2 separate regions of the Capra hircus genome follow, and region 2 is linked to region 1. A link is a contact called in public Hi-C data. All regions are on one chromosome and are shown on one strand. The core of a region is the stretch at or near the end of the contact, and the rest is flanking DNA. Distances in the headings are between cores, read along the strand shown.

What was found. Hi-C and Micro-C count contacts between places; a contact is called where the count stands out from the background.
Region 2: a contact with region 1 is called in a Hi-C map of blood, with 4 times the contacts expected there. The contact joins the promoter of IKZF3 here to the enhancer-like site in region 1. A contact is called at or near these places in 2 of 5 Hi-C or Micro-C datasets (both in blood).

What each region holds. Positions count from the first base shown.
Region 1 is chr19:39,759,523-39,766,024 of ARS1.2, reverse strand. It overlaps a transcript of IKZF3 not described here. Among named protein-coding and RNA genes, the nearest start is that of GRB7, 18 kb to the right of the region's middle. Within about 2 kb of position 5,009, at least 4 of the 5 cell types and tissues checked have an H3K27ac peak or open chromatin away from gene starts, as enhancers often do.
Region 2 is chr19:39,853,549-39,859,757 of ARS1.2, reverse strand. It overlaps IKZF3 (zinc finger protein Aiolos), which reads left to right and starts at 4,175. Exons shown (of 8, transcript XM_005693758.3): 1 at 4,175-4,417. The coding sequence starts at 4,411. ZPBP2 (zona pellucida-binding protein 2) reads right to left here and starts at 768. Exons shown (of 8, transcript XM_013972121.2): 1 at 338-768; 2 at 130-195. The coding sequence starts at 386.

The DNA of each region.
Region 1 (6,502 bases), core at 3,760-6,259:
ATGAAAAGTTTGCCCTAGAAAATGGACTCAGGCTGTGCAGAAGATAAGAGATATGCAGTGATCCTCCTCATCTTTTAAAGAATTAGGAGCTATTTTTATGCTCAGACAGAAAGTACAGTTCACAGACTCTCTATAGGCAGAGTTCAGGAAGCAGAATGATTGGGGATTTAAGTGCCTGTGAAAAGGACAATTTTGACCTAAAACCAAAAGCTAAACCTGGGCCATCCCAGGGAAAGGACTTGTCTCTAAGCCTAACCGACTGAAAAGGTCTGAGAATGATCAGTGAACCCAGGGTTGGAGACTGTGAACTTGGAAGAGCCTAGAAGAGAGGTCTAGGCTTTCGACTTGTGTAGCTCCTAGCACAAGACTGTACCTTTGTTGACCCAAGCTGTATATAGCCTATCCCACACCATGTCATCAACATGAGAAATAGGTCTTTGCACTTTGAAGAAGCTGGATGCAAGTTTCCTCTGAATATTACAATAGTGAACTGTCATATGGTGATATTGAATTGTTATTTGAAACTGGAATGTTAATGTTTTGATTTTTTAAAATGTAAGGACATAACAATATCTACCTCCCAAGGATGTTGTGAGGTTTTATGTAATTTTGTCTATTAGGTAACATTACTTTGTTTTTTGGGGGCAAGTGGGTGGATTATGTTGGGTGGCTATAGATTTTCCACATATTTCTGTATCTGGATTTAAAGACATGGAAAGTATTAAAAAATCATACTAAGACCATGATAGAAATCCACTTGCCAATAGAGGCAACTGATCCCGAACACACAGTTTGCTTCATGTTGTTTTAATGCCTAAGAGTAAAGACTGTGCTGAGCCTTAGAACCAATGGGTATGAACCACACGGTACAGAAACATCATGACTTTGCTGTCAGATAAGTAGACTGGCTTTGCTCCCTCACCATCTTATGAGCCTTCCACCATTAATTCTCCCAGCGATTTAGTTCCCTCAAGTGGTCCTCACCATCCATCTCTCCATCAGTCCCACTCTAGAAAGCCCAAGAGCAGTCCCACGATGTCACCACCTTCTCCCAAGCCCAAGTCACGCGTCTGTGGGGCCTACTTCATTTTCTGTATGTGGGGGCAGCTTTGCTTCTTCCTCTCCTAAGAAGACTGAGAATAGAACTTTTGACATGTTAGGAAAATGGGGCAGCCTTAAAAATGACTGATCCCATTGCCAGTGACTCATTTACACAAGGACTTTTCCAGGTTAGCAGACAAGGCCCTTTTCAGTGGGCCTGCTTCTGTGGGTTCACAGAAACCAAATTACTGTGGGTTGCAAAGAATTAGCAGGTCATTTGAAAAGCAGACATCCCTTTACCCAGACTGTGGTTTTGCATGCTCAAGTTCTCAGTCTGTAAGCTTTGGTGAGGGATCATTTTGGCTACTGGAAAAACCGTAGCTTATTTTTAATTTCTGGCTGCCAAAGCCACCACACGTGTGGTCTGTGGATGACCCTTGTCTGCAGAATGACGGGGTGGAGGAGGGGGCAGAGAAGGGAACGGGGTTTGGGGCTCAGGGTTGCCTTCCCACCAGGAGTGAGGGAGGGAAACCTTGCTGAGTGGTTTTGACGCAGCCTGAGCTCTCAGCACTCTGGTCTGGGTTTCTCAGAAATGCCCTCCCTGCCCAGCAGTGACCTTCCCTCTTACCTGGAGTCCGACCCCTTGGAGCACTGTAGTGCCCTACTCCTCTGTAAAGACTGTACAGGTTCAGCTTTTGAAATGTAGCAATGCTCACTTTGCCAGAACCCTAATGAGTGCATTCCCGCCTTGAAAACAACCCTGCTGATAGTTTTCAAAGTTTCTTTATTATGTTTGATTTTTACATTGAAAAATGAAATAAAAAATACTGGTGTGTTTAATCATCGTGCATGCCTGTCATTTGTTGTTGCTGTTGTTGGAAAATGGAATTCCTTCTGCCCCTAGGAGTATTTTCTTAATTTAGCTCCTCTGGCTCTTTCTTAAAGTTCAGATACTTAGATAAGCAGAATTATCACTGAACTAAAACATCCTGCCTGATGCCTTGCTGAGCCTGCCGTTGGTGTCCTACTCCTGGCCCCGTGTCCCCATGGTGGGACTCTGGGTCCGCTGGCCCTTAGTTCACTAAGGGGACCTGAGGAGGTTGGGGGCCTGGATATGGCAAACACGACACACTGGGCATGGTGTCTCCCAGTTTCAAGACACCACTCCACCCTCCCTTCCCAGCAGGGATCCTTCCTAAAGGATAGGCAACTCCTGACTTTTCCATCTCTGGGGTCTCAGAAACATCCACGCTGGGAAACTCAACTTGCAGTTGAACTCAGCCACCATATTGAGATGTAGTCTGTAGATACTTGGAGGCCCAAACTGGGTGCCTGTGGGGGTAACTCCTAGGAGAGTGGTGCTGGGATCACGTGGCTCTCTTCCTGTCTTGATAGCCTCTATTCTCTCTCAGAAAAGAATCTGAGAGCTGGTCTGGCCTTCTGCTCAGCCGCACCCAGAGCACCTTTCCCTTCCCCTGGGGAAGAGGTGGGAGGAAGACACTGTTGAAGTTCAGGACTAGCTAACATGGGGCCAGGTTGGTGGCAGCTTTCACGGCTCTGAGTTCAGCACCATCTCCCTCCCTTCAATACCACCAGACTGTCCTGAGGCTCTCCAGCTGGTTTTCCAATCTCAACACTAAGGCCAGGGAGGGAGGAACGGCTTGGCAGCCTGCCCGTGTTTGGGAGCATTGAATACATTTAAAAATGGCCACTCGGTAGCCTTGGAGAGGATGATCTGTGGCTTTCCCCATCCTAACTCCCTTCCCAAAGCTGAAGCAGCTCAGGAAGAAGAGGAAAGGGAGGCAGGGAGACTCCTCTTTGGCTGAGGAGCCAGCTCAGCAGCTGACTGGGCTGGGGTTGGGGCTGAATGGACTTTCTTCCAGGCTGAGGATAGCTTCCTTTACTAATTCTCAGGAACTGAGTGGATGCTTTAGAGGCAGCAGGGTGGGCCTGGCCTTGGAGGCCACCCCACACCTGCACCCTCCCCCTCCCCCATCTCTCCACACAACCAGGCCATTCACCCTGACTGCTCACTGCTGCGGTGCAAACCTCCACCTGCAGGCAACTGCCACCCCAGGGCAGGCAGAGGGCCAAGGACCTGGCTTCCTGGCCTTCCTCCCATCCCCTGGAATCCAGAGTCTGAGGAAGAGTTGGGGGCAAAGGGTGAGAGTCCTGGGAAGGCCAGGCCAGCGGAGGGCTGGCAGAGGAGCTCCTGCAGGACACACAAGGTCACAGGACACACAAGGTCAGGCTGCAGAGCATTCCCAGTCAGACAGTTGTTTGCATAAAAGCCAAAAGCCACTGCACCTGGGGTGGGGAGGCCCTCTGGGGAGGTGCTCCCTGGCTTGAGGGGAGAGGGGGAAGGAAGGTGTCATGGAAAGTCCCTGAAGGACACGGGGTGTTGAATTTGCTGCGGTTTTGTTTTTAACTCTGTCTTGACCTGTGAAGTAGGCAGCTGCCTCCCTTCCCCCCAAATAACAGACCTTCCCCCAGAATAACTGAACATACCCAAGGAAAGAGCCTGCAGTGGAAAGAATGGGGTTAGAGGGCCTGCGGGTGATGTCAAGCGTCCCCCTTCCCCAGGACTGAGGGGGCAGGGAGCCCCAGAGCAGCTTTTCCCATCACCTCGCCTTTCCCCTCAACCCCCGAGTGCCCCCCCACCCCCCCCCACCCGGCCCCAAAGGGCTGCCTAGTCAAATAAACCACAGCCCTGGGGGCGGCGGCTGGTGGATGGGAAGTAGAGTGTGGGGTGGGGGACAGATGCTGCCTCCTTCCCCAGGCTCATCCTTCCTGGGGTTCCAGCCCCACGCCACCCCCACTGGAATCACATCCTCAGCACCTCCACCTCCCTCTCCTTGCAAACTGTGTGCGAGCGCCCGCGATGGGGGAAAGCAGGAGAAAGCAGGCCGAGTCACTGAATCCAGCAGAGCCCTGAAGTCTCCAAAAAACAAACGCTGGCCTCACTGATTCCAGCTGAGTGTCCGGACTCCTGGGTTGCAACCTCAGCCCTGCCGCTCTCTGGGTCACTCTGGGCGCTTTGGTTTCTCTCTCTGCGCCTAGATTCCACCCCTACCCTACCCCGCCCGGAGTCAGGGGTTTCTGAAGTTCTTTCCAACAGACTCAGCCTGCCCTCAACCTCACTGCTCTAGCCAGGGCTTTCCCATTGTCCAGAAACAAGAATAGGAGAGAAAGAGGGTTTTGTGGGCTCTTCCTTCTCTCCCCCAAAACTCAGGCACTGGGAGGGAGGTGGGGCGCTGGAGTCAGGAGACTGGAGGCCTAAGATGTTCCCAAGTGGTCACAGGAACCCGTTCTATAAAATTCCAACCCTGGCCCACAAGCTGGGGGTGGGGTGGGGACAGGGCAGTGGATGGTGGGAGGCTCGGAATATGAGCAGAGAGGTTGGGTCTGAATCTCGGCCCTGCCAGCGCCGTCCTCTCTCAGGACCTTCTCTTAAATCTTCGTGGACCCTGACACCAGATTCCCGAGTTGGGGTTTCCTGGGAGAGGACAGCGAAGGCCGGGGTGGGGGCAGGGGGAAGGAGTGCGGTGCGAGGTGGGAGCTGAGGGGGGTGTGAGGGGAGGGGCAACTGCACTTCTGAGAAACAGCTCGGCGTCTCAGCAGCCCGCAGCCTAACCCCCTGCCTGCGGCTTCACAGCTCGCTCCTCCTGCCGCCCACGCCGCTCGGGGCCTCTCCGGGGGTCGGCAGCCCCGGCGGAGGCGGCGGCTGCTGGGGAGGAGCCGTGGCTCCGGGGACAGCGGAGTGGAACCCGTGGGGCGGGGTGGAAAATGGAGGAAGGCGTGGGTCGCGTGACACCCCAGAAGCAAAAACCCATCCTTTACTCGGGGTCCTGAGCCCTGGACCTCGGCGAGCCGTGTGTTCCCCCCCTCCTCCCCCAGCCCAGGTACTCTCCCATCACACCCCGAGCAGGATCCAGAAGTGAAACTGCTCAGGGTCACAGCCCAGCGCCGCCGCTGCGCCCCGCCCCGCCCTTCCGGGCACTGCAGCCTTGCAGGATCTCCCAGTGCTCGGGCGACTGCAGGGGAGGAAACTGGGGGAGGGGAAAGGGAAGTGCCCCGCGGGGCAGTCTGCAAAGCGAGACCGTCTCTCCTGGGGGTGCCCGCTCGTAACAACGAGTGGGAACCTCGAGAGGCGCGGACTTAACAACTGCAGCCGAGGGACAGGCGCCTGCACTTCCCGCTACCGCCACTGGGTGTCACTGCAGCCGCACGGCTGAGCCGGCTCGGAGCCGTCGGGAGGACCCGCCGCGGGTCCCAGGAAGCGGGAAGACCCGAGCCTGCCGCGCCCGCGGGGTCCTGCCTGGCCTTCGCCCCTAGAGGCCCCGTGGTGTTTGGATGCGGTGTTCAGACCTCCCTCCACCCACTCGATCTCTCAAGGCCTTCACCCAGCCCACCGACGCTCCACGAAGAGCAAACTAATAATCCCCTTGCTCCGCGACGGATGGGTTCATTGCTGGGGCGCGGCGCGAGCCTCCTGCTGCTGGCCCGGGGATCGAAGGCGCATCTTCGACGGCTTCGGCGGGGCCCGGTGAGCTGAAAGTCAGCCCTCCCCAACCCAGCGGGCCCCCTGGCAAGGCGGGCCGGCCTTTCCGCCGCAGAGGCGGAGGTGGCTCTCTGGAGCCAGACGCCCGCAGTTCCGCGAGGGCTCGGCCCGTCTGGCGCCAGAGATCGAGAAGAGGCAGGGGAGAGGGGAGAAGGAAGGGCGGGCAGTGGGTGCAGATCATGTGTTGCGGAGCCAGAGCTACTGCCGATGGGTCCCCGGATGACTCCTTCTCACCCAGCCCCCACTTCCCACGCCTAGCTCATCCCTTGGATGTTTGGGACAGACCAGCTTGGGAGAAGGTAACCAAAAGGTGGGAACCTGTATGGGACTGATCTGAACGGTGTAAGAGGGCTGTGGGTGGGCCAAGGCTGGGAGAGAGGAGGTAGGCTGGAATCTTTTGGAAAACTGAGATAGGAATGCCCACTTCTACTCTGCTGTGGATCTAACTCAGGACACCAGTTGGGCACTAGATGCAGAGGAACATGTCCATTGGCTGCAGGTTTGTGGGGTGCAGGTGGCCCGTTCTTTCCGTGCCTACAGCTTCCCCTCAAACTCCAAGGTCACAGGGCCCAGCTCCACTACGGGGACCCTAAAGGGATCCATGAGGTGGAAGGAGTAGCATTGACCTCCCACTCTCCCTCAGTCTCCCCCAAACCACCTCAAGATAAACCCAATCCAAGTAAAAACAAACTGCTTACCATGAAAACACAGTTTCCGATTAACGGCCCTCTAGGTGCCCAGCAAAGAAAAACTGGCCCCTTCAGTGGGACAGACCTGGGCTTGTAAGAGGACGCTAGAGGCCATCACAGCTCGACCCATATGCAGGTGCATTTCAGGCTTCATTAGGGCCTGGTACAGCACAACACGTCTCAGCCCAAGTGGTACCCCCACTTCCCAACA
Region 2 (6,209 bases), core at 2,926-5,425, 95 kb before region 1:
GAAGTGCAGAGCACACAGTACACGTTCTATAACTTTCTGCTGCATGTCCTCGCTCGGGAAAAACCTCAGCAGAGCCACGGGGACCCCGGCTTTTCGGATGGACTCTGCGAGTGAAGAGGTCCTCATTACCTGGGTGTCCCGGCTTGCCATAAATGAAACCTTTCTCAGTGCGTTCGGAATTACGCTGCCATCCAACTGCGGAGGAAAAAAACCAAACAAACCCCACTGACCAAGTGGAAGTGGAGCCTGAGCTCAGACTGGGGCGGGGCGGGGCGAAGCGGGGAGGCTGGACCGGGAAGCTGCGGGAAGCCTGGGGGCCGGGCGGGAGGAGCCCCACCTCCTGTGAGGTACCAGAGCACCGCGGAGAGTAGGACCCACGCTCGCATCACGACTCAGGGGCTAGCGTCGCGGGAGGGTTAGGCGTCGAGGGGCGGGCTCCTTCCTACCTCAGCCCCAGCGCCACGCCTCCCCATCTCTCCTCCACCGAGCGGAGCAAACCGCCAGGGTCCGCTCCCCTACCGTGCGTAGCTACAAAGGGAGCGGACGCGCAGGAGAGCGCGAGCGTGCTCCGCGGCCTGTCGCGCGTGGGTGGGGCTGGGGGCGGGGCTTGTGCAGAGGGCAGGGCCCTGGCAGGTGCACGGGAGGCGAGCGCCCCGCCCCTCGCGCGCACGCGGTCGCTGGCATGCGGATGCTTCCGGTGCTTCGCGCCTCCAATCTGGCGCCATTTTCCTGCGCTCTTGTCCGCTTAGTTCGCTGGGCAGTCGGTGAGAGAAGAAAAGCGTTGGCGTTTTAGTCATTTCCTTAGTCTAGGAGCTGAAGAAATCGATGAGAGGAACGCGGTGGGCGCAGTGGGATAGGGCGGATAGGGGATGAGATTACATTAGGATCTGAGGAAGGAGAAGCTTCCACTTCACAGGAAGCAGAGAGCCCCGCGTGCCCCTATGCCTTTCTTATGAATTGTCTGAAACTGTGTGCACAATCTTTTTCAAATTCTTAACTCCCAGTTTTCACCCACCTGTGTTCTAACCCACAGAATGAAGAACCCGAAGAACGAGTGCACCAACAAGGCGTCTCCAGGGCTTTGCACTCTAGAGGAACGTTTAACCTTCATTTTCAACTTCCAGTATCATACGATGTTGAGAGACTCCACTTACAAGTGTATCCGGGGCTGTGAAGTAAGCCTGCTTTAACAAAAACAAAAACACGAGCCAAGTTGAAAGGCAAGATCTCCAAATGCTTTTTTTTTTGCAGGGTAGATGCTCAGTCAATATCAGCGAGCTCCAAAAGAGACCAGGCCAGTGTCTTTCATGGTTCCTTCTTGGCTACTCATTTACTGGCCTGGAAAGCCCTGCGTATTGTCTGTTTCTTAGCAGCGGGACACCCTCCGTCGTGGTTTTGAGTAGGCTGATGGGTAGAGAGCCAAGGTTCAGACAGGGTGCAGAATGATTACTTGGGGTGAGATCAAGAGTTTTCAGTTTTATTTCCTTTGAGCCGAGTCAGTACTTGGACTATCTCAGATGGTCCAGGAGCAGCCTTTGTCAGTGATTTCAGTTTTAGTCACTGTTAATGTTACTACATAGCATAAACCATGAAATGTGATTCGGTGAGTCAGATCCACCCTTGTCAGTTACCGTGTCTAGATTCATGGTTTAGTCTCAACTGTTCCCTTCTTAAAGTAATGATAATAAAGACAAATTTAGGCATTATCTCTGATTCCCTGGAAGTTTATCATTAAACCCACAGCGTTTTATTAGCTTCCCAGTTATAAGTAATTGATCCTTGTAAACCCTCTGTGATCAACCTTGAATACTATAAGAAGAGACTTAACCAAATGAGTAGTGATTTGTTCAAAGAATCCATCTACTGTTTTAAAACTAACTTTTAATTTTAGAATAGTTTTACATTTACAGAAAAATTGTGAAGATAGTACCGAGTTCTCATGTATGCCCACCTATTTCCTTACAATTAACATCTTACATTTGTTATGATACCTTTCTCACAAGTAATGACCAAACTGATACCTTATTAAATAAAGTCCATACTTGATTCAGATTTCCTTAGTTTCTACCTAATGGCCTTTTTCTGCTCCAGGATCCCAGTCAGGATCCCTTGTTACATTTAGTCATCAAGTCTCCTTAGCGGTGACAGTTATTCAGACATTTCTTGGTTTTGATGACCTTGACAGTTAATGGGTTTTGAGATGACATTGACTTGATCTGAACTGGTCAGGCTCTTTGCAGAATGCCTCTAGGTTAGACTGGAGCTTAACCAGTCTAAGTTAACCCTCTAGGTTAGGGTTTATGGATGGAAGGCTATGGAGGTGAAGTACCATATTCAAGTATATATCAAGGGCACATACTGTCACATGCCTTATATCATTGTTGTTGTTAACTTGATCACCTGCCTGAGGTAGTATTTGTCTGGTTTCTGTCATATAAAGTTACTCTCTTTCCTATACCTTTCCATACTGTAATCTTTGGAAGGATGTCACTATGTGAATACCATTCTTTAAAAAAAAAAAAAAAAAAACAAACCTTTTTTGGGGGGTGGGGTGCTTTGTGTGGCTTGTGGGATCTCAGTTCCCTGACCAGGGATTAAACCCAGGCCATGGCAGTGAAAGCCCGGAATCCTAATCACTAGGCCACTAGAAACACCCAAAAGTGTATTGCACACTTTAAGGAGTGGGGATTTATGCTCTACCTCCTTGAGGGTGAAATAGCTGCATCAATTATTTTACCCACTTACTTTTAATCTATCCCCTTAAGTATCACGTTTTTGAGTCTGAAATACTCAATACTGAGCTAATTATTCACAGAGTAGTAACACATGCCATTGATAAGTATAAAGAACATTGTAATGGAAGCTAAACACCTTCTAAAACTTTTAATAACCAAATAACTATTCATCCTTACACCATCCCTGTGAAATTTTACAGTTCCTCTTCTGCTACTTTTGATGTGCTATTTTTGCCTTTAGAAACTAACAAACAACAAATTTCCCCTTTCGATACTAAAATTAGACCTAGTGTTTAGAGTATTTCTCCGAAATTGTTATTATCCTGTAGAACTCCATCCCATGCACGTTATAGAGATGTTGTCATGGTGCCATAATCGTAAAACAAAGCCATTACAAGTTATTAACTCATTTAAAAATTATGTACCTATATCTATATATATGTCTCCTATACCAAGGCGTATTTAAAATAAACTAAAATTCGTAAAATTACAATATGTATTCTTTAACTGGATAAGAATGGGTTTACTCTGGTGTGGACTTCTGATGCGTAAACTCCCAACCTTAAGTCTCAAATATACTTGTATATACCAACCACATACGTTTCTAACAAAGGCAAAATGGTCTTTTTGAGAATCATTTACATGTTTAACATACTGGGTAACTTCAACTTCAGTGTGAAGAAAAATTCTGTTGTTTAAAAATTATATGTTCACCTCCCCTTCCCTCTCCCTATAGTCAAATGTGTGCTTCATCTCTATAATGTGGGAAGGATGTTGGGAAAAGATGTTCACTCTGTGTACAACTAACGTTTTACTGTCTTTAGTGTATCTTCCCCTTCCCACCCCAATCTCTTAGTACTGATGCCTTATATATGTATTTTTGTAAGCTGTCTCAGATCCTATTAGGAAGAAGGTAAGGTAGTAGAAAATAAACACACATAAATACAATGTGTAGTGTTTTGTGAGTGGTGGGAAATAAACCAAGCAGTTTCCAAAAGGGAAAATAAAGTGAGAATATTGCTTCCAAAATTGAAAAAGTTGAGTTGATGAAAGTGCCAACACTCTTTGGAACTGTCTTAGAACCTCCTGAAAACTTGGACCAAGAACTTTTATTATGTGAGATGAAAAGTTGAGGAAGAAGAACATATTACATTTAATAGAGTGCTCATTGATGGTATTTATGGCTATCATCCCTGAATCTAGATCAAAAGTTCCAGATTTTGCTCAAGACAAACCTCTTTGAACTTAGACTTGCAAGAAAGCAATCCAGATCCTCCCTCCCGCCGTGTGATATTACTCTCTTCTCCATTATCCTTCTAAAATACACATTTGGAGACAATTTACTGTCTTGCCATTTCCTTCCTATTGGGGTTCTCGGCTTTGACATTCAAAAGGCGGCTGGAGGCGCAGTAGATACCTTGGCGGTGAGCGTCCTTTAAAGCCGCCGCCAGCCAGCGCCGCTGTAACCCCGCGCACAGTCCGGTCGCCGGCTCCTGCCCCTTTCAATCTGCGCCGACGCGGCGCCCGGATCCCGGGGACTCCCCGCGCTGGGAATCTCCCGACAGCTGCGCGCTGCGAATCTCCCGCCAGCTGCACGCTGCGTCCCGGCGAAGGCAGGAGCACGTGGAGCGGCTGGGTAGCCAGAGCGGCAGCTCCAGCCCAGCCCGGCGGCGAGATGGAAGGTGAGCCTCCAGCCTGCTTCTTTTCTACGGGGTCTTTGATGCTCAACCGGTGCACGCAGCAGAGAGAGTTCCTTCTGAATCTCGGTTTTGCTTCTATTTATTTCTTTTGTCAAAAGTAAATAGGCATTTCAGAGGGCAAAGCGTGTCGGTTTTCATACATCTCTCATTTGCTACCTCTCCCCTACCCCCAACCTAACTTTGGACAGTGATAATTTCTCCGCAGTTTTACCTCTTAGGGGTTGTCAGGGGTCAACTCTGATTCTGCAGAGGAGGAGTACTTACGGGGTGTCCCTGAAATGGCAGCAAACCTAAGGTGGAAATAACATCCTTTTGCATGATTTTTTCGCCCATGGCTTCAATGTCCGTTGGAATTGGGCTAACCTGAGTGACTTCTTTAGGATGAAAGGTGACTTTTTTTACCCCCAAGGGTAAATGCTGTCATATGGGAAGGTAAATTTTTAAGTAATGGCATTTGTGCTTCCCTTGGTACTCAGTCTTCTAATGATAACATTTACTCAAAGCAAAAAATTAAGTTCACATGAAAAGTTTCATTTGAATTAATTTTGAAAGTTATTAAACTATCCTCACTTCCCCCCAAATTTTCAGTATTATTGGGATATATATACTTCCTTGGGATAACTAAAATTTCACAGTGTTATTTTAAACTTTTCAACAGTTTTCTCCACAAGTGTTTCTAAAACCTTGAAAATGGCAGGTGCATCTCAAGTTGGAGGAGAAAATCAGAAAATAGAAAATCAAAATTTGTGAGAAACGTATTCATTCTATTAGTAAATGAGACACTGACACCTAATTAAAATGTTAACTTGATAAATAATTATCAATAGCTTGGATATTTTCTTCATAATGATTGAAGGCTCTCTTATTGCCAGTATACCTTGATCTTTGGCTGCTTTAGGTCTAGGATCTATGAAGTTATTAAAACTTGATTGAATATGTCAGGACACAAAGTAAATTTTGTTTCATGTATAATTGAGCACAGTACTGTGATTGTAAATCTTTAATTTACACATGGGTATGTTTATAATTTTAAACTGACTTGGCACTTATACGTGTTTTTTTTTTTCCTCTAAGTAGAGCGCCAACTGATAAGTCAGTGCACAGTACATATTTAGTATTCTGTAAAAAAAAAATTTTAATGATCATTATTGAAAAATATTTTGAGGGTTTTCTCTTATGAAAAACTTTTTGCTTTAAATCAAGGTTTAAAAGTAAATCTAAAAATTTATACTTTGAATATTTGAACAATGGTTTATGATGTGTAATTCTTATCATGTAAAGATTTCATTGACCAAGAACGGGAAAAAATTAGGTTGTTGTACAGCAGAAAAAATAATAAAAAAAACAACTCAGGCTTTAATTATTTCAAATGAATTCCTGAGTTTATTTTTGTGAAGTGATAGATCAATACTCCAAAACTATTTTTTCCTAGTCTTAGTCATTATCATTTCATTCTCAAGAATAACATATGAATTAGTGTAAGATAGTGGAAACTGGAATGTTTCTCTATAAATGTTAATGCCCCTGAATTCATTTATTTAATGTGAAATAAATTATTAACTAAATAGCATAATTCAGGATATTAAAGCCCTAACTGACTTTTTGATAAGCTGAATAAAAAGGGAATGAAAACTTGTGTAGAATTTTATTTGGAATGTACAGGCTATAAATGGAAAGAGAATACAGAATTGAATCACTAGGTGAGTTTAGATGAGTAGATTATATTCATAATCTGTGGAGATAGATGTTACATGGTATGCTTGATGCTAAGATT